2 separate regions of the Ovis aries genome follow, and region 2 is linked to region 1. A link is a contact called in public Hi-C data. All regions are on one chromosome and are shown on one strand. Each heading gives the region's core, a stretch centred on a gene start, on an enhancer-like site or on the middle of the called end of the contact. The rest is flanking DNA. Distances are from core to core; before and after follow the strand shown. Region 1 has its middle 110 kb from the start of FAM76B. Region 2 has its middle 70 kb from the start of ENDOD1.

The links. Hi-C and Micro-C count contacts between places; a contact is called where the count stands out from the background.
Region 2: a contact with region 1 is called in a Hi-C map of hypothalamus, with 4 times the contacts expected there. The contact joins two enhancer-like sites. A contact is called at or near these places in 6 of 16 Hi-C or Micro-C datasets (blood, hypothalamus, liver and 2 more).

What each region holds. Positions count from the first base shown.
Region 1 is chr15:14,232,303-14,239,577 of ARS-UI_Ramb_v3.0, reverse strand. No RefSeq gene overlaps it. Among named protein-coding and RNA genes, the nearest start is that of FAM76B, 110 kb to the right of the region's middle. Within about 2 kb of position 4,982, at least 11 of the 54 cell types and tissues checked have an H3K27ac peak or open chromatin away from gene starts, as enhancers often do. A contact at or near this core is called in hypothalamus, where this site is marked.
Region 2 is chr15:14,925,911-14,933,638 of ARS-UI_Ramb_v3.0, reverse strand. No RefSeq gene overlaps it. Among named protein-coding and RNA genes, the nearest start is that of ENDOD1, 70 kb to the left of the region's middle. Within about 2 kb of position 4,923, at least 26 of the 54 cell types and tissues checked have an H3K27ac peak or open chromatin away from gene starts, as enhancers often do. A contact at or near this core is called in hypothalamus, where this site is marked.

The DNA of each region.
Region 1 (7,275 bases), core at 3,733-6,232:
CTCTTTTCCCAAGGAAGGTAGCATATTCACAGACTGGGAAGATCAGGATGTGGAATTTGGGGTAGGCTTTTATTCTCTCTACCTCATCCCTCAATGGCAAGTATATGCCTCAGTCATCTCTATATCCCAAATTCCCAGATCATAGTCTGTGCTCAATAAACATTCATCATCCTCTCTGTCTGCACTTTGTACAGTGCTTTTATGTATTCTCTGTTCATTCAGTTTGCACAACTACATGCTTTGAGGGGGAAAATGTTGATTTTTAGGGGAGAGTGTTGCACTAAATTAGAAATAAAAGGTGAAGGTCCTTAGTTCCAGATTCCCCATTTCCAGGTAGGCAAATCAAAACTCAGACAGTTGAATGACTGTCATACCCAAGTGGTAAAGCTAGGAATTGAAACTTACTCTTTTTCTGGTAGTACACTAAACCATCAACCTAGACACAGGGTGTTCTACTATACAAGGTTTCTAATCAGCATCATACAGCTGATAAAAGGATTGGAAGGTGTAGGTATTTGTAACACTGTTTCTCCTGAGATTATGTGTATGGATTTACTTAATCAGGAACCCTAAGGAGGTGACGCTTTACTCTTACCGAGTAATTTTCCTTTTACCTCATTTGATTTCCAACTGTTTATTTCCCAAGGAAAGAATAATCCATGAACTCGTGGACCTTACAGGGCCAAACACAGGCCACACTTCCCAGTATTGTACTGCTTCTGTCCCTTTTGACATTGGCACAAGCCTCCATCCAGATGAGACTGTTTCGTGTTCTCGCTGGAAATTTCCTCCAGTGCTCAGGCTGCCTGTGCTTGGCCGTGTTGGTTCACAGATGGGAATTCTGGCTGAGGTCACTATTACACTTTCCTGCTCTTTCAAGCTTTGAAAGCGCACTCACCTCTCACTCCAGATAAAATTCCCACCTCTGTTCCTTCTTTCTTCCTCACTGCAAATCCACTTGTAAGTCCAAGTCTTCCAGGAAATTCACCCAGTGCCTTTCTAAACCAACAAGTATATGAAACTTAAGCCAAGTAACTGAGTCCACTGATCTTTCTATCAATGGACATTATTCTAGTCATCAAATCATTTCCAAACTTTAGTTTATCTTACTTTTAATCATACATCCTTGCATGAAATGTTCCCTTGGTATCTCTAATTTTCTTGAAGAGATCTCTAGTCTTTCCCATTCTATGTTTCCCTCTATTTCTTTGCATTGTTCTCTTAGGAAAGCTTTCTTATCTCTCCTTGCTATTCTTTGGAACTCTGCATTCACATGGGTATATTTTTCCTTTTCTCCTTTGCCATTGTGTCTCTTCTTTTTGCAGCTATTTGTAAGGCCTCCTCAGACAACCTTTTTGCATTTCTTTTTTCTTAGGGGTGATTTTGATCACTGCCTCCTGTACAATGTTACAAACCTCCATCCATAGTTCTTCAGGCACTCTATCAGATCTTATCCCATGAATCTATTTGTCACATCCACTGTATAATCATAAGGGATTTGATTTAGGTCATACTTGAATGACCTAGTGATTTTTCCCACATTCTTCAACTTGAGTCTGAATTTTGCAATAAGGATGTGAGAGCTGGACAACAAAAAAGGCTGAGAGCCAAAGAATTGATGCCTTTGAACTGTGGTGCTGGAGAAGACTCTTGAGAGTCCCTTGGAGAGCAAGATCCAACCAGTCAATCCTACAGGAAATCAATGCTGAATATTCACTGGAAGGACTAATGCTGAAGCTGAAGCTCCAATACTTTCACCACCTGATGGAAGAGCCAACTCACTGGGAAAGACCCTGATGCTGGGAAGGCAGGAGGAGAAGGGGATGACAGAGATGAGATGGTTGGATGGCATCACTGACTCCATGGACATGAGTTTGAGCTAGCTCCAGGAGATTGTAAAGGACAAGGAAGCCTGATGTGTTACAGTCCATGGGGTCTCTAAGAGTCAACACAACTGAGCAACTGAACAGCAAAATCATACATCCTACTGTTAACTATCCTACAATGCCTAAAAACTTCAAGTATTTACTGTCAAATGTCTTATCATTGTCATTATAGTTTTTATTTCATATTCTCTCTACAAATTTGTCCTTTTTTCTCCATATTTTTTTCTATTAGTATTCTACTTTCTGTTTACTTTCTCTCCAAAGTTGGAAAATCTTAATTACTTTCTTCATCCCTGTTTTGTCTGATAGTTATTCCTTTTCCAGGTAACTGCTTCTTTGGGAGTAACTGTTGCTACTGCCCTCAAATATTAACATGATACTGGGAGGGGGTTGCCAATTACAGCCCCCACCACCCTGATGCATCACACACACACACACACATACACACACACACACACACACACACACACACACCCCACTTGTTGCAGGCCTGGGCAAGGGACTAGGAACTGGGCAGGTAGAGCCAGTTACAGCAATGTGACAGGCCCAGGGCTGCGACTAGGCTGCACAAAATCTTCCACTGTGGTTTATACACACTGGAGCAGGGGGAGAAAGGTCCATCTGATCCTCTATGGTCACTGAGCTGGGAAGATTTTCTTCAAGCCAAGAACCTGGAGCAATGAATAAATCAAGTGTGCTCCCTTGGCCATGTTGTATGGGGGGAAAAAATCTCTCTGCAACAGGAGAGAAGAGTACCACCAGGCAAAGGGAGCACAGATGCAGAGAAGCAGAGAGAGCCCTGATACCAGCTGACCTGAAGGCCAGCTCCACCCCATTCTTTCTAATCGCATGGACCAATGAATTCCCTGTTTCTTTAAGTTAATTTTAGTAGGGTTTTTGTTACTTACAATCAAAAAGTGCCCAACTAATAGAACCCTTTTCTCCCCCTCCTTATTGTTTTCTCATATTATATCCATATTATGTGTGTGCCCAGTTGCTCAGTCATGTCCAACTCTTCACAACCCCAGGGACTATAGCCCTCAAGGCTCCTCTGTCCACAGGATTTCCCAGGCAAGAATACTGGAGTAGATGGTCATTTCCTTCTCCAGGGGATCTTCCTGACCCAGGGATCAACCCATGTTTCCTGCATCTCCTGCATTGGTAGGCAGATTCTTTACCACAGAGCCACCTGGGGAACCCCATATCCATATTATATCATTCTGGAGCAATGTCTTCTTTACAGCTAATTTTGAAACCCAAATCATCTTTTAAGCAACTCACAATCCCTTCAAACCTATAATGGGTAGAATAGAACTGTATCTTTCTACAGCATCAAGAACCGGAAGACATACCAAGGCTGAAATGGGCCTTCCTGGAAAATACAGTCTCTGTTTTAGGTCTGTATGTTCCAGTATGCAGTGCATGGGGTATCCTGAGGAGCATTTCAATAATCCATGAACGCTGGCTATCATACCTGAAGTCCTTGGGAGCCACTAGACTTGTGGAACAGGTGCACAAATGCCTGAGAAACTTGAACAAAACAAAGTGAACAGCTCTCAGCAATAGAGAAGCAGTTTCTGAAAATACCCCACACCCAGTGAGGAGATACAGGATGCTGACTTTCTGTGCTACGCACGTGTGCTAAGTTTCTCAGTCACGTCCCACTCTTTGTGACCTCATCGACTGTAAGCCCACCAGACTCTTCTGGCTCTGGAATTTTCCAAGTGAGAATCCTGGAGTGGTTTGCCGTTTCTTCCTCCAGGGGATCTTCTTGTGTCTCCGGCATTGGCAAGCGGGTTCTTTACCACTAGCGCCACCTGGCTGTGAGATGAAAGGAAAAAAATCTCATTAGATGGCAAAATCTATATATCTCATTATGTAAGATACATGAGTAAAAGGATAGGAAATGTAAGAGGCTAGAAAGATGGAAAGTGGGATCAAAGGAAGAGAATGATAAATGTAAGTCAACATGGTGGTGGCGTTGCGTTTCAGGGATTGGACCAGCAGTGGTGAGCAGCGCTGCCCCAGACCATGGGAGAGAACACAGCAGAGCCTTACCCACAGGGAGTGGGCAGAGAGGAGACACCAACAGCCACCAGCTCTGTGCCCCATGCTGCACTGTGCCCCATTCTCACTGAAACACCCAGGGGCTCCATCTAAGCCATGACACCTGGCATATAGTTAAGCAGGAAGTGGAGGTGTTCCCTGTTCACTGTATCGAGACAAAATAAGCCTTAACGCTCACTTTGCTGGCACTGGATTGTAAACAGAAGTGTGGCATCTCAGGGAAGTCATTCCTTGATTTAGATTTCCTTATTTTTAAATGAAAGGCAAAAGTCTACAGATGTAAAATGTAGTTGATAATCTTACAAAAAGAGAAAATAAATAGATTTCCATGTTCCCAGTTGCTTTAACCAGCACTGGACCTCATGGTTTGCCATGGGAGGAGGGAAATGGGAAGGAACGTGGACAAAGGCACTGTTGTGGGAAAAAAAATAACTCCTGAAGTTCTGTTGAGAAAGTGACTCAAGACGGGATTTCCCCTCCGGACTGGCAATGAGCAGGAGGCTCTAGGAGTATCAGCATCTGGTGAAAAAACTTAAGCTCACCCTTTTTGCCTTTCCTTTGCTTTTCCAAGCCAAGAGTCATGTTTGTTAACCATTACAGCTTAGCCCGACCAGTGCTTTGGGGAATTAAGGAATCGGCTTGTGAGGGTGTCTGTGTGCTCAGTCACTCAGTTGTGTCCAACTCTTGCGACCCCAGGGACTGTGGCCTGCCAGCTTCCTCTGTCCATGGGATTCTCCGGCAAGAATGCTGGAGTGCGTAGCCATTTCCTTCTCCAATCAGTGCAATGAAAGCAGTAGCTGCTTTGAGAAGTTGGTTATGAGCTAGCAAGGGATGCCCAGAGCACACAGGAGTCATCTGGAACAGAATGAGCAGCTAAGGGGACAAGTCACAAACAGGATAGATTTGTGGGGCATGTGAGCATTCCTTGGGGATTCTCAGTAACACATGGGGAGGGGTTACAACAAAATACTGCATTTTCAATGGGTAACTGACAAAGACCTATTGTACAGCACATGGAACCCTGTTCAATGTTATGTGCCAGCCTGGATGGGGGTGGGGTTTGGGGGAGAATGGATACATGCGTATGTATGGCTGAGTCCCTTCACTGTTCTCCTGAAACTGCCACAATATTGCTAATTGGCTATACCCCAATACAAAATTAAAAGTTTAAAGTTACAAAAAAATTAAAATAAAATAAAATGCTGCATTTTCTGTGCAATGGAAAGAACTCTTACATTATTCATCCCCCTCTTTCTGCCCCTTCCCCTCCCTCTCTGCCTCTTCTTCCTCTCTAATTATTATTATTATTCAGAGTAAGGGGCTCCTAAAGTCTGTAGAACATGAGGACCCAAAGTTTACATTGAAAAGCAAAGGAACTAAAAAAGAATGGGTACATGTATATGTATAACTGAATCACTTTGCCATATACTCGAAATGAACATAATGTTGTAAATCATCTATACTCCAATATAAAATTAAAAATTAAATTGAAAAATCTAAACTTATAGATTGTCACAGAGCCCCTGTTTGAGCTCCCTGAGTCATACAGCAAATTCCCACTGGCTGTCTATTTTACGTATAATATTGTAAGTTTCCATATTACTCTCCCCATTCATATCACCCGGCTGATTCTTGTTGATGTTGAGCAGAAAACAACAAAATTCAGTAATAAAAAATAAATAAAGTAGTAAAAAAAAAAAAGTATAGAAAAAAACTTAAGCTCAGAAATAGTACCTCTGATATTTTTCTACTCAAAATGAGGTGCAGCAGGGCCACTGGCACCTACCTGTGAGTTTAGAAACACAGGATCCCAGATCCCACACCAAACCTAAAAAAAAGAGAAAGAAAAGCAAAGGAAAGCACACCAGTTAATCCAGACAAAATTATTTATCTACTCTCTGTGATACTGATGAACAGGCTTCATATAAGCCTACAGAGATAGAATAAGATGCCCCTTTCATAAACTGAAAAGTGTACACTACTTTCTCTAGTTCTCAACCATGTAACATCATAATTATCATTTTTCTGGCTCGATGACAAATCATAATGTCATGCAAATAACTGAAGCTGGCTGCATCATATGTATATTATAAGGGGTAATTTTGATATTTCAAACCAAACTGGTATCAGAAAACTAAATGTAGTTGGAAAAAGAGAATCATTAAATTACACCCCATAAGAAAAATGGAAGGAAAGTATTTTGAGGGTGTTTTAGCTACCAGTGATGCAGAAATCAGAGAAAAAATGAATTATACACACCTGAGAAAACATTTCCTCATAGAAAACATTTCCCTGCTAATGCATGTGAAAATTTTCTATCATATGAATATAATCATTGTATTAAAATAAGAGATGCATGACTGTGAGATCTGTAAAAATAGCTGGTCACACTCAAAATGTATATCATTCCTAAGGTCACACCCAAAGTATATGATGTCATTAATAACTAATGAAGAACCCACTGATTTTAGCTAGGCAGGGGTTTCTTAATGACTCTATTTTTAGTTACTTTTGCAGCAATATGCAACCATATGACCAAGTTCCTGCCAATGGGATGGAAATGGAAATGGTGTGCACAACTCTAAAAGTATCCTAAAAGGGATAAAATGTGATTCTTCTTTCTTTTCTCCTTTCTAACGGCTGATGTGGGCAAATAACTGGGACTTTGGTAGCCATCATGGATAACACTCAATGCTCCTAAGAGACTGCAGAGGAAAAAGCTGGAGGATGCCACATTCCTGACAAATTCATGTCAACCCTGTATGCTGATCTCTAGAGTAAAAACATCTACAGTGGCTACATGAGGTAATGAAACATTCTGGGTTAACACAACAAGTTTGGTTTTTCTGCCATAAGACACTGAACAGGCTTCCAACAAATTCAAGAGGAAAACTAAATTACTTTCTTTTGTAACCTGGGCTTTGCAGCATGTAGATTCCTAAGAAAGTGTTTATTGAGTCACAAGTTTAATAACTGCTAGTAAACTCGTGGAGCTGAGAGAGTTCAGTCACTCAGTTTTGTCCAACCCTTTGCGACCCCACTGACTGCAGCACACCAGGCTTCCCTGTCCATCAACTCCCAGAGCTTACTCAAACTCATGTCCATTGAGCCGGTGATGCCATCCAACCATCTCATCCTCTGTCGTCTCCTTCTCCCACCTGGAATCTTTCCCAGCATCAGAATCTTTTCAAATGAGTCAGTTCTTCGCATCAGGGGGCCAAAGTATTGGAGTTTCAGCTTCAACATCAGTCCTTCCGATGACTATTCAGGACTGATTTCCTTTAGGATGGACTGGTTGGATCCCCTTGCAATCCAAGGGACT
Region 2 (7,728 bases), core at 3,674-6,173, 690 kb before region 1:
GGAGGTTAAATAACGTGCGTGAAGTCACACAGCCACTCAGTGACAGAGGCAGGGTTTAAACACAGATGTGCCCCAGTCCCCTTTCTGTGTGCTTTCTATGCAGCTCCACAGTTCAGCACCCAGCAATCAGGCTCTGAGATGAGATGAGTGAGAAGGAAGTTAACTCAGGAGTGCTCAGGGATCACACCCGTGAGGGAAGGAAAAGACACAGGACCAGGCAGGGGAGAAGCGGGCTGTGATGCGGTCAGAGAAGAGAATGCAGCAGGCCCTGCAGAGTCATCCCAGTTAGAGGGAAGGGGTCGGGGCCTTTCTTACCCCCCAGCCCCCATGACAGTCATCGCGGCAAATGGCTGCAGAATAAGCAAACGCATCAGTGGTCAAACCAGACGGAACTGTCAAGGGAGGCGCCTGACAGAGGGGAGGGCCCACAGGGGTAAGGGTAGCCTGCTACATGTTTAATGTTGTTGAGTTTAGGCCCCACATTGAATCAACTTACAGTATTGAATTTATTCACTGGAGGATGCCAAGTGGTGATACACACCCACTGAGGAGTTCCTAAAAGTAAATAATTCAGGAGATGTTCACTCAGAGAGGCCAGTGCTGGGAGATGGTTGGCTGATAAGAGGTTAACAGCCAGTCGCAAAGACAGGCATCGTCAAAGGCCGCCGCTTACGAGGCTGGGATGGAAGAAAGGAAGCGTATCTTTCCTGTCCTGTCTAATCCAGCCTCACCTTCGATCTCCATGGGAAAGGGGAAGGGGAGAGTGGGGAGGTCAGAGGTCAAGGGGGAAGAGGAGAAATGAGACAACTTGAGGGAAATAGGACTGGTTATCGAATATATGTTATCTCATTTAATCTTTATTGTTGCTATTTAGTTGCTAAATTGCGTCTGGCTCTTTTGCAACCCAATGACCTATGGCCTGCCGGCTCCTCTGTCCATGGGATTTCCCAGGCAAGAATACTGGAGTGGGTTGCTATTTCCTTCTCCAGGGCATCTTCCTGACCCAGGGATTGAACCCAGGGAACTGCATTGGCAGGTAGCTTCTTTACCACTGAGCCACCAGGGAAGCTCTTAATCCTTATTACAACCACGAGAGCTACTCTTTTTTAAAACATTGTTAGTGGAGTATAGTTGCTTTACAAACTCTGGGAGATAGCGGAGGACAGAGGAGACTGGGTGGTACAGTCCATGGGCCACAAAGAGTCAGACACAACTTAGCAACTGAACAGCAAACAGCTCTTTCCTCTGAACAGCAAAGTGACCCAGTTACACACATACATATATCACTCTTTTTAAGGTGATTTTCCCATAGAGGCCATTACAGAACGTGGCCTGTGCTATACAGTAGGTCTTTATTAGTTGTCTACTTTATACTAACATATAATACTGTGAATACCTGTCAATCACAATTTCCCAATTTATCCCTCTCCTCACTTTCCCCCTGGGTAACCATAAGTCTGTTTTCTACGTTTGTGACTCTATTTCTGTTTTGTAAATAAGTTCACTTGTACCATTTTTTTTAGATTCCACATATAAAGTGATATCATACGGTGTTTGTTTTTCTCTGTCTTACTTCACTTAATATGATAATCTCTAGGCCCATCCATGTCACTGTAAATGGCATCATTTCATTCTTGTTTATGGCTGAGTAATTTTCCATTGTATATATTTACTGTATCTTCTTTATCCATTCCATTGTAGATGGACATTTAGGTTGCTTCCATGTCCTGGCTGTTGTAAATAATGTATGCTCAAGAGTGTGATTGCTGGATCGTGTGTGTGTGTGTGTGTGTGTGTGTGTTAGTTGCTCAGTCGTGTCTGACTCTTTGCAACCCCATGAGCTGTAGCCCGCCAGGCTCCTCTGTCCATGGGATTCTCCAGGCAAGAAGAGTGGAGTGGGTTGCCATTTCCTTCTCCTTCTGGATCATATGGTAGTTCTATTCTTAGTTTTTAAAGGAACCTCCATACTGTTCCCCACAGTAGCTGCACAATTTTAAGTCCCCACCAACAGTGTAGGAAGGTTCCCTTTTCTCCACATCCTTTCCGGCATTTAATAGTTATAGAATTTTTGAAGATGGTCATTCCGACTTGTGTGAGGTGATGCTTCATTGTAGTTTTGATTTGCATTTTTCTGAAAAGAAGTAACATTGAGCATCTTTTCATGTGTTTTTGGCCATCTGTCTTCTTTAGAGAAATGTCTACTTAGATCTGCCTGGTTTTGGATTGCGCTGTTTGTTTCATTGACATAGAGCTGCATGAGCTGTTTGTATATTTTTGAGATTAATCACTTGTTAGTCACTTTGTTTGCAAATATTTTCTCCTATTCTATGGGTTGTCTTCGTTTTGTTTATGATTTCCTTTGCTGTCCAGAAACCTTTAAGTTTAATTAGGTCCTATTTATTTATTTTTGTTTTTATCTTCATTAGTCTAGGAGGTGGATCAAAAATGATATTGCTGTGATTTATGTCCGAGTGTTCTGCCTATGTTTTCTTCTAAGAGTTTTGTAGTGTCTGGCTTTAATTTAGATCTTTGAACTACTAATTACAAACTTTTCAAAGGAGGAAATTGAGATTCAAAAGGACTAATTGAGATCTCATACATGTGGGAAGAAACGGAGAGAGGAGAAAAGAGTGAAGGGAGGAGGCAAGGGAAGAGACTAGAGTTGGGCATGTTGATCAGAAAAAGGGAACAATTTTCAAAATGTTGCCAAAACATACTCATTCTGCCAAAACACCACGCTTCCTGCCTGTGCATCCAAACTGGGAAGCCGAGAAGGAAGTAAGTCCTTGAAGCCCAGACTTCATTCTGCCTTCTTTCTCTGCAAGTAAGCCAATCCTGCTCGTGGTGCCCGGAGACCTCTGATGGCCTGTCCTTCCAGAGATTCTAAACATGTCATCACAGAAATCAGTTTTGGCTTCAGTTCCAATTGAATTTTCAACAATGAAATGAACACTTTCTGTAGGATAGTAACGTTTAAAAGATTTCATTTCATGTTTATTTCATTTACCCTGCACAGTAATGCGTGCATGCTCAGTCGTGTCTGACTCTTTGTGACCCCATGGACTGACTGTATCCCACCAGCCAGGCTCCTCCATCCAGGGGGTTTTCCAGGCTAGAGCACTGGAGTGGGTTGCCGTTTCCTCCTCTAGGGGATCTTTCCGTTTCAGGAATCAAACCTGCATCTCTTGCATCTCTTGCATTGGCAGGCAGATTCTTCACCACTGTACCATCTGGGAAGCCCAATAACCCTGCCAAAATAAAGAATTATTTCCATTTTTGTAGAAGATGAATCTGAAACTCTGAGAGGTTGAGTAACTGATCCAAGATCACACAGCTTGTGTCAGAATCAGAATTTTAAGCTAGGTTTTTGCCTATACACTCTTTTTACTTTCTCATCCTGCTTCAAAGTTACTGAGGTCTATAAATCTCACATATATCTCTCTGGCCTTACTTTTGGTTGATCCACACATTCAGGGTCCATCAGGTGGGTGCACATATTGCGTGAATCAGTTACCCAATATTGAGCATTTTATTCTTATTTGGCAGATTTAATTTTTCTTTTTTGGGTGGGAGGGGGTGACTGTTTGTGCCCAGATAGCATACTGGCTTCCCTCAAATAAATTAAATTTCCCACCTGTACTGAATCATTTGGCAAGAAGTGGTCCAAAGCCAGTGCAAATATAAGAAGAGTGCAGGAAAGGGTTGTGGTGGGGGCGGGGGGGGGGCGCGGAGACCTGGGAGAAGAAGTTTTAAATGTGTGGAGCTATGAAAGCTTCCCAGGTGGCGCAAGCAGTAAAGAATCTGCCTGCCATTTCAGGAGGCTCAAGAGACTCTGGTTCGATCCCAGGGTAGGGAAGATCCCTTGGAGGAGGAAATGGCAACCCACTCCAGTACTTTTGCCTGGTGAATCCCATGAACAGTGAAGCTTGACAGGCTACAGTCCATAGGGTTGCAGAGAGTCAGACATGACTGACCCAACTTAGCATGCACGCGTGAGTGAAAACATCTCATCTTCACCTCCCACTGAAAACCAGCACTCCCACATCACTGTTTGCCCAAGGAACCATTCTTTCTCTACTTTGAGTCTGTAGTTGCTTAGCAGCCCCACAGCCAGCATCCCTGCCCCATGCCTTTGGCAGTCATCCGGGGCCTGGGAACAACTCTATCCTGTGTGGACACCTGTGGGTGTCGCCCAGAGTTCTTGAAAGGAGGATGGATGGTTAACCATGGCCCCCAGCTCTTGGGGGGCTCTGCTCTTCTGCAAGCCGGCTGGGAGGAACCGGGGACTCCTGGGTTCCGGCAGTGCACTGAGAGATGGGAGTAAGCTTTGGGAGAGGGCGGACAAGTCAGAGCTGGAAGGGAAAGGACCATTCTGGAAGCACACCTGAGAAAAAGGAAGTGTCCTCTCAGAACCCAAGGAGAAGACAGAGGGCCCCCAAACAGTCACACTGTGACCAGTGCTGCCAGGCAATCAAGGAGGTGGGCGAAGGAGGGGGTGGACAGATATTATTTCTAGGGCAGATGGAAGAGCTCTGACAAGCAAATGCCACGGTCAGTGTCAAAATGGCATTCATCTTCAACCCTTGGTGGTGAAAAAAAAAAAATGTATACATAGTTTCTCTGAAACAGCACTGAGTTTGAGATCCCCTGTGGTTCAAGTGGTAAAGAATCTGCCTGCCAAACAGGAGATGAGGGAGACCCGGGCCGGATCCGTGGATCCGGAAGATCCCCTGGAGAAGGGAATTGTTACCCACTTCACTGTTCTTAAGCCCAAAGGGTTAGGAAAGATGCTTGGCTTTCTTCCCAGGTCCAGACCTCGAGGAGGAGCCAGGCTTGCGAAGGTTTCTGGAATTCTCTAAGGGGAGGGCCCTGGGCGTGGAGGGCAGTTTCTGCTAGAGGCACTACAAAGAGGCTTTGTTCCGGGAGGACGCGCTGGGGTGGGCCTGGGAGAGGGCAGGTTTGGTCCCGCCCAGGAGCAAACACTGTGGCCAGCCTCCAACAATAGTTTTGTTAAAAATCAGGAATGCAGGAACGTGCCAGAGACCGTTTATTTTCCTCTGGGGTGGGACAGAGGGAAAGCCGCTCCCTTTCTTGAGCGGAACCGAGTGTTGTCCCTGCTTGCGGCACAGTGCCAGTTCCCAGGTCTCCAGGGAGGAGGCCAGGTGACCACCCGCCCCTTCCCTTCGGAGATGGCGCATCTTTCCCAGCCGTGATCATTTTCTCTGGCGCTAGAAAGAAACGCTCAGACTCTCAGGCCCGAAACCCGGATAAACAGCCCACATGGCTGCGTGGGTGTTCAGGCTTGGCTGACTCTTTGCGACCCCATGGACTGTAGGTCGCCAGGCTCTTCTGTCCATAGAATGTTCCGGGCAAGAATACTGGAGTGGGTTGCCATTCTCCTTTCCAGGGGATCTTCCTGACTCAGGGATGAAACCCGCGTCTCCTGCATTGGCTGGCAGATGCTTTACCACTGGGCAACCTGGGAAGTCACTCTTACCCAACTCTAGTATCGAAAGATGGAGCGGCGGTTGGTTCCCAGACCAGGCAATCCTGCAGATGCTCCCAGAGACACAGACGCACACGCACACACAGACACAAACAGACACAGACACAGACACACAGACACACACAGACACACACACACAGACACACACACACAAACACTCTTTCTCTCTCTCTGTGGGAAACCCCGCGCCCCCTTGTGGTGCAAAGAGCTTCTCCGCTCGAAGGAGGACTCCTGGATTCGCGCCCAGGTCTCCGTTTGGGGGTCCTCCGCTGTCTCCAGGCGCCTCTTCCATGGTCGGGGCTCGAAACAGAAGGGGACTGAGGTTTGAGAGACTCTTTCTTCCCTGGGATCGCTGTCCCCCGCGCCCGCGTCCAGGTGGCTCTCTCAGCCAGGGCAGGGGACCGAGTCGTAAGGCGACAGCCCCAGTTTGGAATCCCATCCCAGGCGGCCTCCCTGGTGGCTCAGACCTTAAAGTACCTTCCCTGCAAAGAGGGAGAAGCGGCTTTGATGCCTGGGTCGGGAAGATCCTTTGGACAGGGGAATGGCGAGCCACGGCAGTATTCTCGTCTGGAGCATCCCAAGGGCAGAGGTGCCTGGTGGGCTACAGTCCATGGAATTAAGGAACAATCAACACTTTCAGCGTTAACACGAGCTTTCAGCGATCAACACGAGTCAGGAACCCTTTCGGTTTCCCTGTGACACGCTGGGTGTCCTAGCGCCGCCGGCTGCTCCCGCCGCCTCCGCCGCCCACCCGCTCCTTGCGTCTCGTTAGGAGGATGAGCTCAAAGAAGTAGATGGAGTGAAGCTGGGATAGCCAGGTTCCCTCCCGGTGGCTGGATAGGGTCTTTCCTCCCCTCCCAAGGCTGGGAGCCTTTGGGCCTCAGAGAGCAGCTTCAGACTCTCCTCGGAAAGTTGCGCTCGCATCCGTCCAGTTCTGCGTGAACCTCGGGGCCTCCCCGGACCCGCTGACGACCAGGGTGGGGAGAGAGAGCAGACCTGGAGGGCACTCCGGTTGCCAGAGCGCGCTGCCAGGGCGCGCTGCCCGACCCCGGGCGCCACTGTGGCTCCGACGGTAAAATGTATGCCTACAGTGTGGGAGACCTGGGTTCGATCCCTGGGTCGGGAAGATTCTCTGGACGAAGGCATGGCAACCCACCCCAGTATTCTTGCCTGGAGAATCCCCGTGGACGGAGGAGCCTGGCGGGCTATAGTCCATGGGGTCGCAAAGAATCGGACACGACTGAGCGACTTCACTTTCACATTCATTCATTCGCTCTCATTGGCTCCTATGGGGGCGGCCTCGGCCCGGGACCCGCCTGGAAAGGCCGCGCGGCGCTCCCCGCGCGGAGCATCCTTTACTCCCCGACGCCGGGAAAGGGAGGCAGCGCCCACACCGGTGAGTCCGCTTGTAGGTGCGGCTCCTAGGGAAACCCGCGGGGAGGCGGGAGCCGACGAAATTGCTGGAAGACGGTGAGCCCAGAGCGGTGAAGCCGGATGAATCCCAAGTATGGGGACAGACGGCTCAGATCCTCCGCTAACCCATCTGTCCCCACGTGACCAGATCTCCTGTGAGCCCCGTGAGGCGTGTCCTTACCGAGACCCGTGTCCCCTTCACCCCTCTTCTCTGTGCTGCACCCAAGCTGAAAGACCTGCACTCTGGTTACCGTGTAGTCTGTCCCTCCTGCACGCGATCTGGGCACGCTTACCCGGTGGGCTGATTTCACAGGGTCACCGGCAGAGGGCAACCCCATTCCAAGTTCTTGAGGACACCCAGCCCTGTCTCTATTCTCCACCGACCCAGGAGGTGGGACTTCCATCTTGCCTGTTTACAGCCGTCCTCATGCGGGTCTCTCAGAAATTGCCCCGAGCCGGCCTTCCTCACTTGCAGCAAGGCCGAGAGGAGAGGGTCCCAGCGCGTCTGTGTCTCTAGCACAGAATGTGCCATCTGTCCAGATAACTGTGCTTGTATTCTTCCCCTTGCCACTTGTTTTTCGGTTTCCTTGGTGGCTCAGAGGGTTTAAAAAAATCTGCCTGCAATGCCGGAGACCCAGGTTGCATCCCTGAGTGGAGAAGAACCCCTGGAGAGCGGAAATGGCTACCCTCTCCAGTATTCTGGAGAATTCCACGGACAGAGGAGCCTGGCGGGCTGCAGTCCATGGGGTCACAAAGAGTCGGAAACAACTGAGCGACTGACACTGAGACCTGTTTATGTTTGAAGGAGC